3 separate regions of the Danio rerio genome follow, and all the other regions are linked to region 3. The links are chromatin contacts, called in public HiCAR-type maps. All regions are on one chromosome and are shown on one strand. Each heading gives the region's core, a stretch centred on a gene start, on an enhancer-like site or on the middle of the called end of the contact. The rest is flanking DNA. Distances are from core to core; before and after follow the strand shown.

Region 1 (3,018 bases), core at 406-2,905, 450 kb after region 3:
TTCCGCTAATAATATTAAATTCAACATCTATCACTCAAAAAAACTAGTAATTTTCACATGATTCATTCAAGTGGTTTTTGTTGAAAAATAGATATGAGTAAATGGTGGTGGATTTGCTTAAATTATAAAAGCACATTCCGCTAATAATATTAAAATATATATATATATATATATATATATATATATATATATATATATATATATATATATATATATATATATATATATATATATATATTTTAATATATATATATAAATAAATTCACACACAGTTTTAAACATTATTTTGGGACATTCCTAAAAATAATAGCGTGAAATATGCATATATGAGAGAGAAATAGACAGAACGATGAAACTGTGGCCCCTGGAATCAGCAGTGGGGGGGCAGTACTTAGCCCGGCTCACCGCAAATATTCCAGCAGTAATCCAGTAATGGATACTTCCTCAGCTCCTCAATTGGTCAAAATGTTTTCATACAATAATTTAATTCAGAAACACTTTTACAAAGCAAGAGTAATCAATTTTAATTAGTTGATTTCCCCCCCCCAATTGTATAAAGTTTAATGTACTGCCATCGATCCTCTTTGTTCTTTAATGCAGTGCTGCTTTCCTGTAATTTGAGGCATTTTTTTTCTCTACTTTTACAGTCAATGATGACATTCGGTGACAGGCCGTGCAAAATGTCTCCAAGTTGCAAATGAACCCAGCATAAACACACACACACACACACACACACACACACACACACACACACACACACACATACACGCACACACTCTCTCTCTCTCTTAATACCAGCACAATTTATAACAAAACCAAAGGGAAACAAAACAAACATCCGATTTCAAGACAATCTAAAGGAAACGAAGCATAAATTAATAGCAGCCTATCATGACTTGGTGCCACATCCTAATAACACGTTGCGATCTGGCTCATAGATAAACACAAAGGCGGTCTTAAACCCGACGCTGGATCCTTGTCCTTCAATTTCAGAGACACTACCACCCTTCACATCCAATTAGCTAATTGAAGCAAAATGAAAACAGCACCAATGGCAACAACGCCGCACTCATGTCCAAAACGCACAATGCAGGGTTTATGGAGACGACGGAAGAGCCTTCTTGTCAGCTACGACTGCCATAACCCTGACGAGTGTCTTCTCGCTCTTCTCCAGATGCCAGCCTACCCATAAGCCCACATAAACATGCACGCAAAATCAGAGAGTACAATTTTACACCACCATCTCTTTCACTAAACAGTACACTGACAATTAAAAGGGAAATGTGCTTGCCTGTGGTTAGTTGATTAGGCATAAGCACAATATGACAGTGGCAGACAGATTGTGACATTCTGGTGACATTATCATCTCACGACGGCTCGTATTCAATGCTTATTGCACGTTGCGGATCAACAGTTTTGCAGTCTTCAAAAAGCAGAGGAATTGGTGACCCTCTCCTCAATGGCTTTAATGGACGCAGAAGTGGATGGAGAGGTTTAAGTGAAACAAATGCAGATAGTTGGTGTAGGAGGGGGCGGGAAAGGGGGAATAGAAAGTTTAAAGTAAGATCAGAGAAGGAAAGAGACAAAGACAGGGCAACCTGGTCTCCCATGCACAGCTCAAAAGATGAATACCACCATCTACTGGTTGAAAGGAGAAGCGCGGCACAATTGAGGTGGGGGCTCGTCCGTGTGAACCGACAGGCCTCACAGGCTGAGATAGTCAGAGCTGTCAGGAATGATTAGACGACAATGGAGCTCGCTTTTAAAGAGATCCTCTGACCACAATCAGAATCACATGACTTGGAAGAGCAGTGTTTAATGCAACGTTCAGATTAGAACCATGGCAAACTTTTATTAAAAACACCAATTCGGGTGTGCTTCTAGATAAACAAGAACATTTTAATTACTGCATTGACTTAGAATTGCATTTTTTTCCAAAGTTGTCTTTTGTTTTTCTTGCAAAATGGGTTGGAAGGGGGTAGAAAATAAAAGGGTTGCTGAGTGATTTATGCTTGTTGACTCATATAGAGAATTGCTGTTACTCAACTGAAGCCACAGAATCTGAGAAATGCTTGTCTGCGAGAATAATCGAGCATTTCTAAAGGTTCAGCCAGAATGTACAGGTTTTACTGCATAATTGCCCAAAGCATGTCTGCGGTGCGATTGTGCCACCCAGCCCTGTTCTCAAACCTGTGTATAAATCAGGAGAGCTTGCGTAAAAACTGTCTTGACCCTGCCCAAGCAACAATAACTATGAAAAACACCGAAACACAATGGAATGAACAAGCAGGGATCTGATCACACGCAAAACTTCAAACAAGATTGACAGATCAGACTGGCTTTCAAAAGGGAGGTTTTATAGTCACACCTTAAATGAATAGTTTTACCCAAAATGAAAAAAAGTTTCACCCTTTATGTCATTAAAAACTGTATGACTATGTGACTGTTTTGTCCATACAGTACATCGATGATCAGTTGGGTCCAAATGGGCTCCCACAATGTAAAGACGATAACATTATGAAAAGTTTGTATTCTTATTTTATGTTTGATTTAGGAATATGATTTTTATGTTGTGGGTGAAATTTTTCTAATCTGGATTCAGATTTCCCTAAAAGAATTCACCAGATATATGAGGGGAAAAATAGGTTAAAGATGGTAGAGTTTTAAAATAGTTACTTTTTAACTTTTTTTCTTTAAATTTACAAAACATACACTCACCGGCCACTTTATTAGGTACACCTGTCTAACTGCTTGTTAACGCAAATTTTAAATGAGTCAATCACATGACAGCAACTCAATGCATTTAGGCATGTAGACATTGTCAAGACGATCTACTACAGTTCAAACAGAGCATTAGAATGGGGAAGAAAGGTGATTTAAAAGACTTTAAACTTGGCATGGTTGGTGCCCGAAAGGCTGGATTGAGTATTTCAGAAACTGCTGATCTACTGTGATTTTCATGCACAACCATCTCTAGGGTTTACAGAGAATTGACCAAAAAAGAGAAAATACCCAGTG
Region 2 (2,929 bases), core at 145-2,644, 480 kb after region 3:
TATCGCCCCACAGCAAGAAGGTCGCTGGTTCGAGTCCTGGCTGGACCATTGGCATTTCTATGTGGAGTGTGCATGTTCTCCTCATGTTCGCGCAGGTTTCCTTCAGGTGCTCCGGTTTCCCCCACAGTCCAAAGACATGCACTATAGGTGAATAACAAATTGACTCTATGGCGTCACATTGGCACAATGGGTAGCACAGTTGCCTCACAGCAAGAAGGTTGCTGGTTCGAGCCTCGGCTGGGTCAGTTGGCATTTGTGCGGAGTTTGCAAGTTCTCCCCGTGTTCGGTTGGGATTCCTCCGGATGCTCTGTTTCCCCCACAGTCCAAAGTCATGTGGTATAGGTGAATTGGGTAAAATAGGGTATGTGTGTGAATGAGTGTGTATGGATGTTTCCCAGTGATGGGTTGCAGCTGGAAGGGTGTCCACTGCGTAAAACATATGCTGAATAAGTTAGTGGTTCACTCCCCCAGATTAATAAAGGGAATAGGCTAAAAAGAAAATGATTGAATGAATGAAATTGGCCATAGTGTATAAGTGAATTCCCAGTACTGGGTTGCAGCTGGAAGGTTCATACCGATGTGGTGACCCCTAATGAATAAAGGGACTAAGCTGGAGGAAAATGAATTAATGAATAAATTTGAAGCATAATTCAAATTTAGAAAGATACAACCTTAACTGGCTGATTACTTCTAACATGACAACAACATGATAATAGACATAAGAGAAATCTACTTTAAAATAATTACATTTGTAACTGTAAAATTCAGCAAAAATGCTATTGAAAAGAAAACTCGGTTTTTAAACAAGTATGAAAACTGTAAGAGAAGTAGCCACAAAATTCATGTCAATATTCTACAGTATAATGCTGTTCCATCTATCCTTTTTATCCATTTTTAATTAGTGTGACTACAGGTGTACATTATGGATACCAGAATATATGTTAGTAGCAGTTTGCACTGTTAAATTCCAGTTTAAAGTGTATTTTCTGTTTTGTAAACAACAATTTATTAATGATTATTATAGTATTTTAAAAGGCTGTTAAGTACGCTTCCATTTTTCAAATACAAAAGTATTTTTACAGAATTATTCTGATAACCAAAGCTGACAGTCATTTATTATTATTTTTTGGAAAACTAATTTCATATAATGTAGCCTAAATAACGAATGCAGATCACGCAATCCGCTTTTAGAACATATCTGACTGCTACATATTACTATTTTAAAAAAATCACAAAGTAAATACTGGACAGTGCAAAACAAAAAAATTGCATTGTACACGTCACATACAGTAATAATAATAGTAATGTGAACCATTGTTTCAAACTGACTGTACCGCTGTACAGTCCGTGTTGAGAACAGTGCATGCTGGTTAGTCTGACTCATAATAACTTACCAGCGCTTCTCTCGGAGCCGCGTCTTCCCTGGCTGAAGGAGCATTCTGAAAGAAAGAAAAACAGCCTTGTGTTACACTGCCATCTAGTGACGCGTGTGAGCCAAGTACAGAAAAGCACAGTGCTAGACAGGACAGCTCTAACCGGACAAAAGGGTGTCAAGAATATATAATACACATATAATAATAATATACAACATATAATAGTAATGATAATAATAATAATAATAATAATAATAATAATAATAATAATAATAATAACAAGAATAACATGTTTTTTTTACTTTTTTTGTTTACAGTTTTTCTCAGTTGCTTTGGTGCATTTCTCATAACACTATTTAAATTTGCACAACTGTTAATGCATTTCTCAAAACAATTAGTCATTTGTGCACATCCTAGTAGCAGTTTTCCAACAAATTGCAAATGCTTTCGGACATGCATCAATTGCTTTCATACAACTCTCTGCTATTTATAATATTATCATTTGCTTATGTCATGTCAGTCAATATTAACTAAACTTGTAAATGCTGACTGACTAGTCAATCCATATACAACTAAGAGTCCTCATTTCATTACTTGAGTCATTACATACAAAAAAAAATGTTGTCAAAATCTGTCGACCAAATTTTATAAAAAAAATAAAAAAAAATGAAATCTTTATTTTCCTCAAAATGTCTCTAAAATTTAACAATTTCATGAATGATTTACTGACCTGTGTGTGTTGTTCCAATATGTACTGTAATATTTTTTAGTTGTGCCCAGCTCTACCCAAAGGGAGTTTATGTTTGTTGTAAATAAGGGTGTATTTATTCTTTTGCACAATGCTGTAAATAAATTAGGATTGTATAGAGCAATTGCAGTAAAAATGTGAAACATACATATTCAGTGTCTTGTATTCAGATTTCTCACTAAATGCAGTGATGTCCAACTTTACTGTAGTTTTCAAATGGCTGTGCAGATACAGTAGTATACAGTGCTGTCTTGAGCATTTTCAGGAAGTGTCACCAAAATTTGACTTTTTTTTGCATTGGAAAACATGTAAACTGTTATATTGAAAACATGACAAAGCCATTGTACTATCTTGCTCATAAACAATGGTGTCAGGACTTTTCATTTTGATGACACTGATACTTTCATTGACATGAATACTTGCTTTTGAGGAATGAACTATCCATTTAGAGCATGTGACGCGCTTTTGCAGGTTATCAACTAGGTTTAGCAGTTTGTACTAACTGTTTTGAGAAATGCATGAACTGTTGTGCAGAAATGCACTAGTGTTGTGAGAAATGCACCAAAGCGACTGAGAAAAACTGTAAGTTAACAGGATGAATGTGCAAAGTGTTTCCAGATACATAATCAGAGGCAAGTACAAAAGCAAATCATAAACAAAAAAAGCAAATAGGTTAACTAATAATTTTTCTTTTTTGAATAATAAAATTTTTTATTATTGTTGAGAAGAGCAACTCCATCAATGAGCCGCTAGTTCCAAATAAAGCAAGCCAGTGGCGAGGAACAAACATTTGCCGATTGGTGCAGAT
Region 3 (3,133 bases), core at 296-2,795:
TATATAGATCTAATAACATTTCCATCAAATTTCAAATAAAAAATATGTATTCAGAATAACAATGTTTTCTTTCATTGTGATTGAAAATCAGGGTTATTACTAAGGCCAGACAGAAAACTTATTGTATGAAATGAAATAATAGTAATAAAAAATAATACATTCATAAAATAGTACATTTTAAAATAGTACCATAATTTCATGTTTATAATGCAAATCCAATTAGATCCACTTATTTGGTACTTATATTTTCCACTTATAAAGCAAGTCTCATATAAGTCTCAAATCTCATATAATATTTACTAAAAGACAGGAACATTATACTTTACAAACTGTATTGTAAATAAATCATATATACTTTTTCATTCATTCATTCATTCATTCATTCATTTATTCATTCATTCATTCATTCATTCATTTTCTTGTCAGCTTAGTCCCTTTATTAATCCGGAGTCGCCACAGCGGAATGAACCGCCAACTTATCCAGCAAGTTTTTACGCAGCCCATGCCCTTCCAGCCGCAACCCATCTCTGGAAAACATCCACACACACATTCACACACACACTCATACACTACGGACAATTTAGCTAACCCAATTCACCTGTGCCGCATGTCTTTGGACTCTGGGGGAAACCGGAGGAAACCGGAGCACCCGGAGGAAACCCACTTGAATGCAGGGAGAACATGCAAACTCCATACAGTTACGCCAACTGAGCCGAGGCTCGAACCGGCAACCCAGCGACCTTCTTGCTGTGAGGTGACAGCACTACCTACTGCGCCACTGCTTCGCCCCAAACTTTTTCATATTTATTAATAATATTAATGAAATTTATTTAAAAACTGAATAAAGATAAATTTTTACACAGGTTTACACGAGTGAATAAATAGACTGGATGGGCTAAAAATCTATGCGTGCAGATTTCATCTGGTCCTAATACATCATTATTGTCATAACATTGGTATTGTGTTGTCTAAAAATTATTATTAACATGTATGAAATCTGTCATTTTATGCAAAAAACAAAACAAAAAACTTGTAAATGACTCTTTGTATTCTTAATTTCGAGGAAATATCATTAGTAGTTTACATTATAAAATCACTATAAAGCCTGCATCCAGAATATAACAAAATTTTTAAATTTTTTTTCCATATCTGGGCATTATTGTAGTTAATATATGAATATATAGTGTATGAATTGCAGCTCATTTGACAGACTTAAAATGACAGCACATTAACGTTCTTTCTATTTTTAAACACTTTTCAAACAGATTATTATTAATAATCTCATCATTATTTAAAACGTCAACCAATATTTGTTCACCTGCTGAACATCTCATGGCCTCTGAAATATATTCACATTTCAATGAAGCAAATCTAGGCTTTTTAAGTGGATATTGAATATCACAGGCAGCCAGCGTCCACGTGTGTGTGTGTGTGTGTGTGTGTGTGTGTGTTTGCAACTGCGCTGAAGCGCTGTAGAAGCCAGCTGCCTGTAGTGTTTTAATGCGCACTGCTCTCTCGGCTACGTCTCACGCTCTCGCAGTAGTCAACTTGGCAGCGAGCGGCAGATCTCTGGGAGTGATTCCTTGCAAAGCTGGCCCAAATGAAAGCATCTTGTTTTAATCAGGGATTCTGGCTGGAGAGCTGTGAAGCCTTGGCAGCGAGTCGACTGCAGTTTTGTGGCACCCGTACAAAATACACAAATATTTCCTCTGTAATTACGTGTCAAGTTGAACAAGCAATATAGACAGGGGGGTTGTACGTGTCGGGCACGTCGCAGTCGGACATCCAGGACCTGCGAAAAGACCCCCAGACTAAATGAGTCTTTCAGGTTTTGATAGGTTTTGAATCGGCTTCCAGCGACGTAATGGACCACATTGTAATTGAGACTTCTCGATGGATTGAGTTACATCATGTGGTCGTGACGCTGTCTAATGAAGTGGAGAAGGGCCTCCACCAGTTCACAGGATACTTCAAAAGCTTGGCTGGATGGCCGAGAGACTAAGTAATTGTGAAATCATTGACTCGCTTTTTTGTGGTTCGTCAGTTTTAATGACACTGTGGTGAACAAGCAATGGCATCGCAGCTGAAATATGAGAAGATCGCTTTACGTTTTTGGAGCTGAGAGTGATGGAGGATTTTTCAGAGAGCACTCTGTTTGACTTCCAATTCAATTTAGAAATGTTTGTGATATTTAGGTGGCTTATTGTTGTACTACAGAAATCAGAGATAATCTTAGGGCTTTATGAAGAGACGCTGCAGGAAAAAACACACTTTTTTTACACACCTGTCAGTTTTGAGCATTTCGGATTTTTTTTTTTAGCATTCTACTGCAATAAAAGCTTCTAACATACATTTTGAATGTTTCTTTTGTTGCACTGTTGATTTTTGTTTGTAAATTTCTATAATAATTCAGATTTTTAGAGGCAGGTTTTTGCTCCTGAACTGAGCCATAAATCTTCAACTCGGCAGCATTAACACCAAACTTTTAGAGGGAAACATAATATGCCTAATTAAACACATTTTATTGAACAAAAATATATGATTTTCTTACCTGGTTGTTTGCTTTATTTTTCAGATTTATGGAGTGACAAAACAAACAATTTATTACCAAAAATCTGTTTATTACAAAAAAAATCTCATATTGTTTGTAAAAAAAGAAACAAGAATTTGACTTTATTCAACGTTTCATTTTTGTTTAACATTTGCACAGATTTATTAAAATAATTTCTAATTTTAATATTAAAATTGTATAAAATGTGTAAAATGAAAATATTCTTTATTTAAGTCAATTAGGTAAGTGTAATGATAAATATATACAGTGCTGTGCATATATAAGTACACCCCTCACAAATCTATCATTTAAATTTATATAGTTCATGGGAAGCTATACAATATTATATTTGTGCATATACATTAGATTAGTCAGTACTGAAGCCAAATCTGGAGCTTTTCTAACAAAATAACTTGCGATAACGGTCCAAAAACTAGTACACCCAAATTTATGTTATAGAAAAATATTAAATACAAATTTTAAAAAGAGGAAAAAAAGAGCAAAGAAATTGTAAAAAATTTGTTGAAATTGTGTAGGTTGTAATTTAGTTAGTTTTGTAATATTTAGCTTCAGTTTAATTGC

Evidence for each region. HiCAR-type assays count read pairs that join an accessible place to other places.
Region 1: a HiCAR-type map of caudal fin shows a contact between it and region 3, with 10 times the contacts expected there. The contact joins two enhancer-like sites. A contact is called at or near these places in 5 of 18 Hi-C or Micro-C datasets (caudal fin, embryo and hematopoietic stem cells) and 1 of 4 datasets of contacts at active chromatin or transcription factors (caudal fin).
Region 2: a contact with region 3 is called in a HiCAR-type map of caudal fin, with 8 times the contacts expected there. The contact joins two enhancer-like sites. A contact is called at or near these places in 4 of 18 Hi-C or Micro-C datasets (caudal fin, embryo and hematopoietic stem cells) and 2 of 4 datasets of contacts at active chromatin or transcription factors (caudal fin and embryo).

What each region holds. Positions count from the first base shown.
Region 1 is chr23:31,772,263-31,775,280 of GRCz12tu, reverse strand. All of the region lies in intron 2 of pex14 (peroxisomal biogenesis factor 14), which reads right to left. Among named protein-coding and RNA genes, the nearest start is that of pex14, 35 kb to the right of the region's middle. Within about 2 kb of position 1,655, at least 7 of the 62 cell types and tissues checked have an H3K27ac peak or open chromatin away from gene starts, as enhancers often do. A contact at or near this core is called in caudal fin, where this site is marked.
Region 2 is chr23:31,746,481-31,749,409 of GRCz12tu, reverse strand. It overlaps pex14 (peroxisomal biogenesis factor 14), which reads right to left. Exons shown (of 10, transcript XR_012398581.1): 2 at 1,395-1,439. Among named protein-coding and RNA genes, the nearest start is that of pex14, 9.6 kb to the right of the region's middle. Within about 2 kb of position 1,394, at least 9 of the 62 cell types and tissues checked have an H3K27ac peak or open chromatin away from gene starts, as enhancers often do. A contact at or near this core is called in caudal fin, where this site is marked.
Region 3 is chr23:32,221,518-32,224,650 of GRCz12tu, reverse strand. No RefSeq gene overlaps it. Among named protein-coding and RNA genes, the nearest start is that of casz1, 7.2 kb to the right of the region's middle. Within about 2 kb of position 1,545, at least 11 of the 62 cell types and tissues checked have an H3K27ac peak or open chromatin away from gene starts, as enhancers often do. A contact at or near this core is called in caudal fin, where this site is marked.